Regions from separate parts of the Drosophila melanogaster genome. Here region 2 is linked to region 1. Evidence: chromatin contacts called from public Hi-C data. All regions are on one chromosome and are shown on one strand. The core of a region is the stretch at or near the end of the contact, and the rest is flanking DNA. Distances in the headings are between cores, read along the strand shown.

What was found. Hi-C and Micro-C count contacts between places; a contact is called where the count stands out from the background.
Region 2: a Hi-C map of the Kc167 cell line shows a contact between it and region 1, with 3 times the contacts expected there. The contact joins the promoter of cic here to the promoter of CG6231 in region 1. A contact is called at or near these places in 2 of 107 Hi-C or Micro-C datasets (the Kc167 cell line and embryo).

What each region holds. Positions count from the first base shown.
Region 1 is chr3R:19,630,265-19,637,288 of dm6, forward strand. It overlaps CG6231, which reads right to left and starts at 2,454. Exons shown (of 7, transcript NM_169865.2): 1 at 2,070-2,454. It overlaps subdued (subdued,), which reads right to left. Exons shown (of 14, transcript NM_142563.2): 8 at 6,796-7,024; 9 at 6,535-6,738; 10 at 6,014-6,475; 11 at 5,776-5,951; 12 at 5,613-5,718; 13 at 3,948-4,086; 14 at 3,154-3,888. The coding sequence ends at 3,665. It overlaps CG34138, which reads left to right and starts at 4,685. Exons shown (of 4, transcript NM_001043264.4): 1 at 4,685-4,948; 2 at 5,004-5,125; 3 at 5,194-5,350; 4 at 5,411-5,615. The coding sequence starts at 4,756. The coding sequence ends at 5,526.
Region 2 is chr3R:20,249,964-20,256,987 of dm6, forward strand. It overlaps cic (capicua), which reads left to right and starts at 2,807. Exons shown (of 18, transcript NM_001275826.1): 1 at 2,807-3,890.

The DNA.
Region 1 (7,024 bases), core at 1,204-3,703:
TCAAATTTACAATTGTGCCAATCAATTGGCCGGCACTCGAGGAAAAGCGATTGAGGGTATCCTGGCGTGTAAATGGTACTGAGGACTGGAAACTCGGAACTCGGCATGGGATGTCTTCGAGGGACTTTCGGTGGGGGTCAACTCTATTTATAGAGCTGCTCAAGGACGGCGGAAAATACATAGACAGACGTTGCCTTAATTTATAAGCACGCAAATCGCGTGCGCCATAGTTATATATACGCATATGAATTTTCATGAGCGAAAAGCCTGGGAAATGCAACAAAGGCCGAAAATTCTGTGACTCAGCTGTTCTTTGATTTCCTCCCATTATGCTCAAAGTTGAAAGAAAATTTTGCGTTCATTATTGACTTGTTGTTTTTCATTTGCGGCTTCTGTATTTTGATAGCCGAACAATTACTTATGGTTTCTTATGGCGGTGCGTATTGATGTCTTTGCTATTTATTAGTTGGGAAAACATACAATGTTGAAGGAAATCCAAATAAAATTTGCTAATTTTATGTTATCGTTCCGCCTATATCAATCTCTTTTAGCACCGGAAATGTTCGTTTTCATACACAGCGTATTCGCGATTTGCGCAATTAGTTCTAAATATTCAGTTGAAAGCGGTTTCAACGAAGAAAAGTGAAATCGAAAGGTGAAATAAGACTTTTAAACTGATGATTTATTAATTGTTAACACATTGTGGTGTATAAATAAATCGTATGCTAACAAATGCTAATCTAATGTGAAATAAGTCCTCGGAAAATCCCTGACCTTTTACACATGGCGTATGCGTTATTTCTCGCACACTTCATTGATTTAACAGGACGATATCCTGTTCCTCCTCAAAAATGTGTGCTCATCTTAAGTGAGTTGTCTGTCTGGCTGAGTCTGATGGTCCCATGTTATTCAAAAATTGCACATTCACGCCTGAGAAAGCATTAATAACGCCGGCTCACAACATCATTATTCAATGTCATGTCGTCGTCTTCCGAGCGGAGCAAACATACCGAACTAGGAACACTTTGCACTCTCTGTGCATTATTTAGCGCCAACTTGGTGACACCGGGGGGCCCATGTTAGCACATGGGTAACGGGCGCAGGTTGGGGTGACTGGGTGGAATATTGGTCATGATATGCCTCAAGGGTAATTACTGGCAGACGGGACTTTGTCAGCTGGCGACTAAGCAAATCCGTCGTATTTGTAAATAATTAAAATGGCCAAGCATAAGCGATCGATGTCATTACACGGCAACGGAAATGAAATAATAATCAACGGGGAATGGGATTACAATGAGTGATTCACTTAGTCGGAATTATTAAATCAATAAAATTATCAAACTCATTAGCATGAGAGCTGCAAAAGTTTTTTTTTTGCCATCCCGTGGCGAAAGTTCCCCTACTTCATGCGATTCGCGTTTCTGTTGAAGTTCAAGGAACCTTTTGCCGTAAAAGGAGCAAAGTTTCGCTGCGTTCTTTGCACTGATATAAATCGTTGCCTGTTAGTGGGACTTAACTGTCTGTCAGCACAAAGAACACAGCTCCTGGCGAAGTCCTTCCTCCGGCAAAGCTCACAAAGAGCTCTGCAGTTCCTGGACTCCGGTGGACTCTGAAGCCTCAACCTTTGTTGCTCAAATACTAGTATGTGCCGGCGCCGGCACCAAAAATCAATATTTGGAATGAAGGGGCAGGGGAAGTTGCACGGAACCAAAGAAAACATAATTGCCAACATTGTTACCCTACAAACTTAAGTTTTAACAAATAAAGTTTGTAACATGTGTTTTAATTTGAATGCTAACCATTAGAGTCCAAATTAAGGTGTAATAGACCATGCTTAAGTTCATTTTAAAATAAAGTAATTTTCGTACAAAAACATAATTAGTAGAAGTGCACTGCAAAGGTAGTTTTTTACTCATTTCTCCGACACTGTAAAAGTTGGACCACGGGGCGTATGGGTAATGCAGCAAACCGCAAAAGGTCAAATGCCTGAGCTGATACCGCCGAATGCTTTTTAATTATGAAAATAACAAAGACAAATGAAACGAGAGCCAGGACACTAATTGACTCACCCAGAGATGCGCCGCAAGGACTGGTTACGAACTGCCAGTTGCCAGGACAACGTTTGTGGGCACTCGTGGGAGGACAACTGCTTACGAGTTGATATCCCAGGGCAACGCCGCCAAAGGCTCCAACGCCTTGGGGCAATAAGCGAATGCACTGCCAGGGGCCAATTTCATCGAGCCCGGCATCTCGTCCTGCGTCTTGCGTTCAGCGTCCTGTGATGTTTATCCTGGCAATTCGCGACGTAAACTGAACCCAAGTAGCCCTAGCCCAACTGAAAGCAGAAGGACTCCACCGCTCGCTCAGCCGCTGCTCTGCACTGCGGAAAACGAGGCAAGCGAATGAAAATGTGTGCGGTTTGTGTTTTCACTACACCGCCGTAGCGCCATGTGCGCGTAGCTGGCGGTACAAATCAGCTGAGAGCGGCGCACGCTTTTCACGAGTGACGTCACCGTTGTCGCGACTCATGCGCACCCAGGGCGCGGAAGAGAGAGGTGGAGAGCGAGCGCCACAGCGAGAGCGAAAGAGATGCCCAAATACCCAAGATATTCAGACACTCAAATAATCGTGCTCGTGTTTCTGTATCTTGGGGAAGTCGCCTGCTGTGGCGCCGAATGTGCTTGGCCCAAATGCATGCTTGTTGCGCCACTTGGAACCACCCCTCTCTCTCACCCCTTTCTCAATCCATCTTTCACCCCACCCTCAGGAAAAGGGCGAAAAGGGGGTCGTTCTAGCCGACCAGGGATGGCTGATGGCGGCACAGCACGCTACTATGTGCGACTAGGGCTTATCGAACTATATTCAGAAATATATTATGCTAACATATAGGGAAGCCAGTTAAAATAAGTAATACCAAAGCTAAGTAAAGTTACACCTAATATATCAAAATAAATTCTTTAATTATTTATATTAAATCAATCAAAAATTCAATGATTAATTGTACTAAATTACATATCCTAATATGTCAGAAAAATGTACGAAACATTTAATCAAATCAACCGCATACGGGAAAATGAAAACATACCAAATATTTATGTCTCGAAGATTACACAAATGATTTAAAACTTCATTTAGAATCAATTTATTCACCCCAATATTTGACTATTTGTTTATTGATATATTCAACATTGAATAGAGATTCCAGTATATCAACATCAATATACATACATACGGTTTAATGTATGCAATAAATACATGTATATATGTCACGCTATCTAAAATAAATGTTCATGTACGCGTCATTTGAGAGCCTGAGTTTTTTAACACGAATGAGAGATTACTTTTAACATTTCGTAATATGCAATTAATTATAAAAGTATATGAGTTGTGCTCGTTTACAGATTGGCACTCACTTGGGCTGCATAAATATAAGTTTGAGCCACTTAATAAATCATTTTCAATTAACAGATCATAAAATTGGATTACCTAAATAACAATTACTGGGCTCTTACAATAAAATAAAGCATGAGTAAAGCTTGTAACCAAGTATCAAACAAATTTCTAAGGGTTACTAAATAATAATAAAAGTGTCATAGCTAAGGCCTAATTAAGTGACTGAAAGGAACATTCGTAACACAAATAATCACTTTGAATGATTTTTAACTTAGTCACTGAGTTTTTTGTGCACTTCGTCTAAGCAATCGGCACCGGAAATTCCTGTGATTGGATTTTCGCCGTGTATAATAGCATCCATTTCGATCTGTGTGAGATTTTCAGTAAGGAGCTTTTCAATGTTAATGAACTTGGCATTAGGCTCTTGAATGGAGGCAGCATCCATGTCCTGGTCAACTGGCGTCTGGAGCACCGAACTGCTGCGCTTGGCACGCTCTGAAACGTAAGGTAATTCAAGTTTATACAAATTAAGAAGTTAAGATTTAATCACATACCAAAACGAGCCCTGTGGGCCTCTTGATCGATGATAATTTCATTGGTCACATAAACTTCGCGTCGGATTTGGTCACGCAGTTCAACGCTCATGTCCGGAATGCACCAACGCACCAAAATCATCACCAGGGCAACAAAGTTCTGAAAACAAAATGCAAGCCATCAACTAATTTATGCAAAATATTTCATCATCACACGCCCCTGAATTACAATATTTAGTCTGCGACGTTGCTGGCGAATTTGGGGTCAAATGAAGCCTACCAAATGACAACTTTCCAGGCAAGTAAATGGAATTGGCTAAATGCAGCTTAGACAGGTGCTAGCCTCAACCCTAATATAATGTGTATTGGGGGCGATATCGTCGAGTTCTATTCGAAAAAGAAACCCCTTAGAAACCAAAACCGGCACAGCAGCACACCGCTCAACAAACATGCAACACATGCAACATACTTGACTCGATGGACTTTGGATTCTTGCAGCATAAGAAAGACAGAAAGCCGGGAAAGAATGAAAGGTAAATATAAAGAACCAAAATGGAGAACCTAAATGGATAATTGGCCCTAGTTCTACTTAGAGCCAAAAACTTTAGTTAGTAGCTGTGAGTACCTCGAGCCAAGCGGACGCGTTTAAGCAAAATTAAATACAATACTAAAATTATAAAAAAGGATATAGAAATACCAATTGTATAAAAGAAATAAATAAATTACAAAAGAATATTATAAAATCTAATTAAAAACAGGAATACCAAGCAATCTGAAGAATAAAAAAACGGTCGAAATATTGTACAAAGTTAATTAGGCCGTGTTCAAGATGAAATACTTTGAATTCCTAAGCCTTTCGTCGGTGGGCCTCTGCATAGCCTGTGGGGACTTGCTATTAGCAGTGAGCATACTGGGTCCTTCGAGCTTTTACCTATACCTCGATTTCATGGATATTGAAAAATGGGAACAGGATGCCGAAGTGGAAGCTTTGACTCCCATTGGAACCTTCTTTTCAACATTGGGTAACTTAACGGAAAGTACCGAATATAATTGTTTTCTAAATACAAAGTCTTACAGTGAACTATCTGTGGGTGCGAGAGTTCTCGCAGGTTTTCTATATGACAGCAACGTTTATAATTTGGGTGAAGGCAATGATAAACCTAATGGTGGCCTGTATTCTTATCGACGGCATAAAGCAGGTAACATATTTTAAATATCCCAAAAGCACATTACTTATTTAATATAAAATATAACAAACTATTTTAAGAAACGTCTCGTATGTATTGCTCCCTGGTTGATAAACTCATGCCTATCAATGGTTGTTGAAACGGGCATTTTTGTGAGCCTGGAGCTGCGAATTGATGAAGTTGATGCCGCAGTGGATCGTCGAATAGCGAGAAGCCTAATCTTTGGCGTATTTATAGGTGAGCTACTCCTTTCATACTTAAGTTAAATAATTGTTTATATCTCAATATATATTTCAGTGCTGAACGCGTTATTTTCGTATGGTATCTTTGCTCTTTATCGCAAGCTAAAGTCTGACCCCAGTGAGAATGTTGAAGTCATTCCCCAAAGCCCGCCACACACATTTAATGCCTGAACATACTTAGAATTTACGTTTTGGAACCGACAAATATAAATGTTTGAAAAATAATACAAATAAATCTATCCCTAAGTTTTACTCACTTCAAAGACGACTACAAAACCCAATCGGCAGGCCAGAATTATGTAGAACATGCTGCTCAATGTGTATTTTTCTGGAGACGATGGTGGAAGTCGAAAGTCCGTATATCTGAAAACAAGCTAGCTAATAAGTAATTCCTGAAATTATTCCATATATTTCACTCACCTGCACGTTGTTATGTTGGAGAGATCGCCAGCTAAGCTATACAACGTGGGCGAATCAATGACTTTGAACTCTGATAGTGTAAAGTTGAGGTAACCATCCAGAGTGCCTTGCTTGTTTACGTAATGCCGGTACACCAACCGCGGTATCATGTCAGAGGTAAAGGCAATGATGAATCCCTAAATACGTGGTAATTAGTTTAAGATATTTTGATAATTCTACCTCTGCGAATTCTACCTACATTTGTGATCACGCTGAGCTTGCCTATGCAGTCCAGGATACGATACCACACTCCTATATCTCGAACTCGCTGTGATACTGGACGCTTGTGGTGGGTCAATAGTTTCTTTGCATCCAGTCGCATTTCCAGGATATTATTTAGCAGGGCAAAGAATGGCGCCAGCGGAAAAGCGGCCACAAAGATGGTTACGAAGCCGTACTGCAAGACCATCTCCAAATACTCGGGAAACAGACCTCGGGCACCCCAATCCAGTAGCTTGAAATCCCGCATCCAGCGTTCGTCTTTCGCCTTGTCTGGATTCGGGGTGTTGTTGAAAAGTCGCGACAGTCCCACCTGAATGGCCAAAACCTTTCGCCAGAACATGGGAAGATACACTTCAAGAATAGTGTTGAATGCCTGCTTGCCAACCATTATAATGGCTAACTGGATGCACAGCTCCGTCAAACAGCCGCCCGATGAGCACTGCAAAATAAAGAGTTTATTAATTTAACTATATGTATATACGAAATGAAAAGACTCACCTCCTCCTGCCGATAGTCAAAAAGCTTATTATACTCTCCCGGATGACCAACGAATTTACCCTTGAAGAAAGCTATGTAAAAAATGGAGGCGTAGTAGTTTACAAACTGCAGCAGATAAATTTTAAGGGTAAGCGAGTCATCGAACTGAGTTTGAGTGCGCCACATTTCCAGCTCTGTCAGGTACTCAGCCAAATGATTGTACATCTAAAAAGAAATGTGGTATTTGTAAATCGATCTAACTAAACGAAACCATTTGCTTACATAATTAAGTATATAGAGCAGGCACAGATTTACAAAGGCAGCTGATGCAGTGGCTAGGACAATAGCGCTAGAGGTGGTCATGGGACTAGCACCCACTTTAAGGGCGGCCAGCATGGACATTCGGTATACAACCACTGCCAGCAGTGCCACAAAGGCCAGTGCAATTAGGAGCAGTACCACTGAAAAGCTGAACACGGTGGCGGGAAGTTTCATACGCCAAAAGGGAACC
Region 2 (7,024 bases), core at 1,557-4,056, 620 kb after region 1:
CCGCCCATTTCCCGCCCAGTTTGTTTATTTTGTTTGATGTGTGCTGCATGCAACATCGCTTTTTTTCCCCCCATCTCTGTGTGTTTCAGTTGCCTTCTATTTTACTCGTTTACGACAAGGCAAAGTTTTATGCGCAAATTTCATTATTTAAAATGTGTTGGTAAATGAGTGTGAGTATGTTTCGGTGAAGAGTGTGCAACATGTAAAATTGGACCGCTTGCGGCCATAATTAATTTAAAATTAAACACACTTCACATTTGTTAAGCCATTTTGATGAGCTCAAATTTAATGGAAATTCGCAGGAATTTTAAGCGTACCCCTGACATGATTTTAGATTATGTTAAAATACATTTACGTATATGATTATAGATAATACTGTCTCATCTCATTTAATTGCAACATGCTGCAAGAACAAATCCTGTAGCGCATTAGCATCCGAAAAAAAAACCCATCAGCACACCAAATGCCCCAGAAGTTTGCCAAACTAACCACAAGTTGGCGTAATGTCGGTTTGAAGTGAATATACGCTTTTAATGTTGCTTTTTATTACAAACTAAATGCGAAAAATGTGTTGGCCAAGATATTTATGCGAAACGAGGGTTGAGATCCACAGGTAGGTGTCTTTTGGCTTGACACTCGCCACCTTTTTGTTATTAATGTTTTATAGCGGAGAATTTTACAAATTACTTTTTGTGCAGCTCCTGTCACACATGCGGACATAAAAACTTGATGGCAGGTGTAGCTAATTGAGATTATTATTTTAAATACCCAAAATCAACGACAAAATCTCTCTCCCCTCGCTGCTGCAACGTAAATCCTAATTAATGTGTTAAACAAACTGGTAAATTTTTATGATCCATTGAAGCTGTCACATATTTGGGTGGAAAATATATAATGTTTAGTACACCTAGTTTAATATTCAGATCCGTAATCATTTTTTAAGTTATTGCAATAAGCATATATCTTACATGGTTTTATAACTTCTGTCATTTTTATTTTATAGTGTAAATTGTTGGATACTTAAATATATTTTATTTATAGAGGAATTAGAAGTAATAGATTTTAATTCAAGAATTGTAAATCACTTTGCAGCTATCATTATTAGAGTTTTGCTATAAGCTTTATAAATGGATTCTCTAATGTTGTGCACTGATGTGCTCGAAAACTAAGACTTAGGCCGCAAAATTTTCCAGCTCCACCAATTAATCAAATGAACCTAATACTTCGGGACCTGCGTATCTCAACTTGCACTTTTCAGCTCATTAAACTGGAAATGCTGCCTCTTCGTTGATGGAGCCAAAATTCGCTCCGAGAGTTTTCTGCTAATAAAAGTCCAAAGTTATGGCAATAATAGCAGCAGCAACAGAAGGTACAACAATTTGTTTTTTGCCGCTGTCGCGTGGGTGCAAACACATTTATATGTTTTCCCACGGTTAACACGACGTATGCGTAATTTATGTCGCTAGACGGCACCAGGTGCACGGATCACATAGCGCGGTTTTCATATTTCCAAAGTTCCGGCGCGAATTTGATGAATGTTTGCACTTTTTACGGCTCCTTCCATATGAGCGGTCTCATTTGAGGATAGTGCATTCATAAATTATCCACTCAAGAAAGTTGAGTTTAATGAGAAGTTTTTAAGCTCAAGCTCAAATGGAGCGGTACTTAAATTAAATGACTATTGTCACACTTAAAATTTGGCTTGCCAATCATTAGCTTTTATTTACTCTGGGGATTATTTTGAACAGCCTTCAACAATGTATTTTGGTTTATTAAATGTTTTAATAGTTGTGAAATTTTCTGGGATGCATATGCCTATGCATATTATGCATATTACGTATTCGTAAAAACTTTTGTTGATACACGTTTGTTTTTAAGTGTTACCTTACCTATTTAAGATTATATAAATCATCTACATTTACTTGGCTTTGATTTTAAAGTTTCCTAAATCTCGACGGAAGGAAAATCAAGACAGACGGAATATATATACCTTACAGTTTCGAAAACACTTTCTTCCACGCCTTTTATCAAATCAAGGACATCTCTCCAAATCTTAAGAACTAATCTCATATGTAACATTTAAACCAAACAGACCATCTTTAAGACCGACAGATGCCTTGATCTTTTTATAAATGCCACATTTCCTAGGAACTGTCCTATTCCATAAAATCGAAATATTAATAAAAAAGAAAGTAACATAAATTGTAAATAATACTATGCTAGTTTTTATTATAATCCAAACAACTGAACAACATTGGACTAAGTTACTACATGTAAATAATGCATTCAAAGAAGATTATCATAAACAACCTACACAGCCGAAGTTCCTGCACACAGTACTATATTATATAAGTAACTTAACTTAAACAATAAAACCTAAAAACAATAATAGCAATATTACACCCCTTTACTCTACAAGAAATGAATATAAATGTGGCAGATATTTTTCAGTGCTACCACAATTTCATAATTTTTAAGAACGTTGGGCATTGCCAGACTGAAGTGTAGAACTGTAGAGGTTCGTGTACTGACTAACTTAACGATAGATTGTACACAAGCCAGTTCATACAATCTTTGTATAAATTCGCAAACCATGCTAAAAGTAAATGTTAAGAAGCAATTACAATTTTTATTTATTTATATATCGCTCTATCACCGAAAAGTTACAACATTTGGTTGCACCCGCTCGCGGCGCCAGTGTAACCGTATCATTCGCCTTTGCCACGCAACTTGTAAGATTTTGCCCAATCCGGCCAACGGTCCCACTTTGGGGGTATTTTCTCAAATGGGGCAAATGGTCTCCAGCAGATTCTCACTTCATGCTCGGAATCGCACGGACGTGTCGCGGATGTCGGAAGGTGGAGCTCCTGTGAATTGCTCTTGTGCCCCGCGCACAAAACCCCAATAATAGCCAAATCGGGCAGCGCCTGCAGGCTTTTGTGTGAATAAAACGGTTTGTGGCGACATTTGTTCGATTTTTAGGTGTCGCAAATTAAATTCGTTTGCAAATACAAGGCACTTACGCACACAAACGCGAGCGCACGCACAAGTGTAGGTGTGAAAACAAGTGAAACAGAGAGCTGGGAAAACAAACTGGGCTGCATAGATACTGGCTAAATATTGGATTAAGCTCGTATAAAGATAATAATAACAACAACAATCAATCGAAAATGCGCGTGCGACAGAGAGGGTGCGAGTGTGAATGAGGAAAAGAGAGCGAGCGCAGCACGCACACAAACACTAACACGCTGACGTCGACGCGCTGTCTGTGCAGAGGAGCAGTGTTGCCAGCCCACAATACTGCTGCCCGAGAATCCCAATTAAATAATTAATAAGTTCGAATCAGAATTGGAGTATCTGAGGCAGGGCTTTTTGCTTTGCTTACTCCTTTTCCCCGATTCGGCTTATTGGCATTGGGCTCTGCTCTATGCTCTGAGTTGGCAACACTGGCCCCCAAATCGAGTGTGGGCAAGAGAGATAGAGAGACATAGAGAGCAATCGCGAGAGAGTCACATGCTAGGCGCTCATTTCAATTTTCCTCAATGAATGAACACTTTTCACGGTTTTCGGTTCGTCGGTTCGCGTTTTCCACAGTCGTGCGTTGTTTTGCTCGTGGAAAAGTTGTAAAGCCCAGCCAGCCATAATCCAACATTTTGTTTGCAGTGCATTTGCAGCGCGGGAGAGCGAGAACCAACGGCTTAGCGAGCAGTTAAATAATTTTTAAAGTGTTTGTGTTTTTAACGTGTAAAACCCGAAAAAGTCTATGCCTTTTGCATAACAAAAACAAGCCGAGCAAATAAAATAAAAGAGAAAAACAGCAATAAACACCCATACACGTAAACATATACGTACAGAGAGAAACGGACGCCTACGTCAATAAGCGAAAAACGGTAAGCGAAATTCTTTTACCCCATGTTGTATGTGCTTGCCAATTGGAAAATTTTGTATTTCCCTTCCCGCTTCCGTTCTCGCCATCTCACTTCCCCAGTCTCTCTCTCTCTCTCTCTTGTTCCCCCTCTTCCGGGCTTGCTCTTACACTTGCTTTTACGTTGTTGGCAAGCAGAGCTTCATTCATTTCCACAACTTGCACACATACACATACCAGCACACCCCCGCTCTCTGGGAATTAGAGAGTTGGCAAGAGAGCGGTGGGTCTCAGTGTGACCGTGTGTATTTGTTGTAGCTGGTCAGGCCACAAAATTTGTATTCAAGAAATTCTATTCATTTGTTAAATAAACCCTAAGCCTCAACATTTAAACATTTGCACATCATATTGTTCATAAAATACAAAAAAGTCGTAACAATAGCTCCTAGAATTAATATGTGCGTGTGTATGTATGCATTCTTTATCATTGATATGTTAAATGTGAAATGTTGAAATTCAAATTAAGCTCTGCCTTTTTGTAAACAAAAACAATGGGGTGAAAATCAGCTACTGAAATTAGCTAACCATTAAAGTTACTGGTTTTGGTGGATTTTATTAGGGAAATCATGATTAGTATATGAAAATTAGTGGACCACAAATGAGTTAATAAAATCATGGTGCACGGGAAACAATATTGCTGTATTAAGATGTTTTTTTTAAATTTTTTTATTGATAGAAAAACTGTCGTCAATCAAATCAATTTAATTTGAACACTGTACCAGCCTCTTTTGCTGTACATTGGTCCCACAGTTGCCAACTGAAGTTAACCGCCCCCACTCCCCTTCATCAAACACACACACAGACGCACTTGCACTCTGACTGGCTGGCCATCGATGTGTGTATGTAATTAGCAACAAAACTCTCGCTGGCAACTGCATCGCATGAGATTTGAGCGATGCGTTGCTTTTGTTATTGCTATTGTTGCGTCTGCCCGGACCAAATGCTCCCTCTCTTTCTCTAGTCGCTCTCTCCCACCCTCTCTACTGCCTAATTTACATTTGAATGTGCGTGAGCGCCCATTTGTTGATAATTATCAGCAAATTACTAGACGCACTTAGCAGCAGCAGCAGCAACAACAACAATGGGAGAAGTAATGCATACATACAGCGAGTTAGTACAGTGGTCACTATGAAACATAATACAGAGATTAATGCTTAATCGGAATTGAAATTTACACATTTAAGAATTAAAGTAATTCAGAAAAAACAAGGTAATATTCGAAAAAAAACATATTTGAAATGCCCTCTTTACAAAGTGCAAACGTATGCGTGTACAACAAAAAGGCGTGTTTCAACGACATTTATAATGCAGATTTCACTCCCCGTGCTGACCTTAAAAACAGTTTTTTGTTCTATTATTATTTTCTGTCATTCGCTCATACGGGTAGGTGGGGTTATTGAATTTTTAGAATAATTAATCAACCGCAAGAACTTTTGTTGCTAATTGGCAAGTCGTCGGTACAGAAATATAAACCCGTTGCTATGTCTACGATTTCGGTTTGTGCATATATATTGTACATATGTACATATGGGTATAGTATTAGTATGGCATGGCAAATCCAACTTTGGTGGCAAAAACTTAGTTATTCACTCACACGCACACACACAGCGAAAGAAACGCGCACGCCGATTGTTTATTAATTTTTTTTATTTGTACAAATTTGGTTTATCGTTAGCGGCAAATGTTTCTCTTTTCATTTTTATTATTAACTTCATTATTCGAGGCATGGCACGTTTTTCTTGCCTAGTTATTTTTTTGTTTCGATTTTTTATTACATCGCGTTGATGGTGTGTTTGAGTGTGTGTGTGCCTTTTATGGCCAGGACAATGAGCCAATTTTGGTATTGAAGCTAGTTTCTCAATTAGGCCAATGCACTGGTAGAAATTTCGACGCAGTTACTCCTAAAACAATATATATTAAAAAGAAGTATGGAACTTATTTACAACATGGTTAATATGCACAAATTGCAAGTCAGGTCGCAACAAGTTCACAGAAGTTAGTAATACTAGGCAAACGTTCTTGTTAAGTGCATTGTTTAAATGGTAAGCTTAGAAACTAAAAAGATCTAAATCCTAGAGCTTTAAGGTACTATTTTTCCGAACTTTGCTTCAGGAACCCTTATCGTGCATCATAATCTTCCACCTTGGTGGTATCCATGAATGTAATTTTTTCATGTTCCTCAGAGCAATAAATCTTAAAGTCTTAGGCCTTTAGGTTTTCTACTATATTGTCATTAGTTCAATGCTGTAAGCATAATTCTCCGAAAATCTTGTTAAAACCTTGAAATAATCATCTATTACGACTAGAGAAAAACACACTTACGCAATACTTGTATACCAAGATCTTTTGTTTAGATATCCTACAAAAACCGAGATGAGAACCATTAAAAAGCTGAAATAAGCCACATAAGCTACAAACAACAAACAGCAAAACTTCAATAACAATCCATCAAAAAGTTGAAATTGCCCCAATACACGACAAAACCAGATCATGTAGGGCATTAAAAAACCCAGACAGAAGGGCATTCAGGCAAATACGGAGCAGTCATGCCCAGATCGAAATATGTATGTATAAGCACGGAACGCAAAGAAAAGCATTTGTAATGGATGGTCTTCACGTTCTGTCTGCAATGAATCGGAGTCTTTATTCCGACATATGGTCCCAGGCAAAAAGTTCGGTGCCAAGTGGAGTTGAGAAGATAGAACACGAAAAAGATGGAACAATGAGTACGAGTAAACAATGGCTATAGCGCTTATATGGTGGAGATTATATAGATGTATAGTAGTGCTGTTTTCATTAAAATTTATAGTGCATGGATTATTATATTTAGTGGATGGAAAGCTATTCTACGGGTGTACATATGTGTAAAGCTAACACATTATTTGTAATATCATTTATTCTCCTATAATAATATTCTCCTACTTAATAATTAGACATTCTACATAATTCAAATAAAAACAAAATAAAATTGTTTATCATTTACATAATTTTTGGTATCACAATAACATTTATAGTATGAAGCAAACTTTCGACTTATTCGAAATACTTGGGAACAAGCAGGTCTGAATAATTTCATGAGTACAGCAAATGGTGCAACTT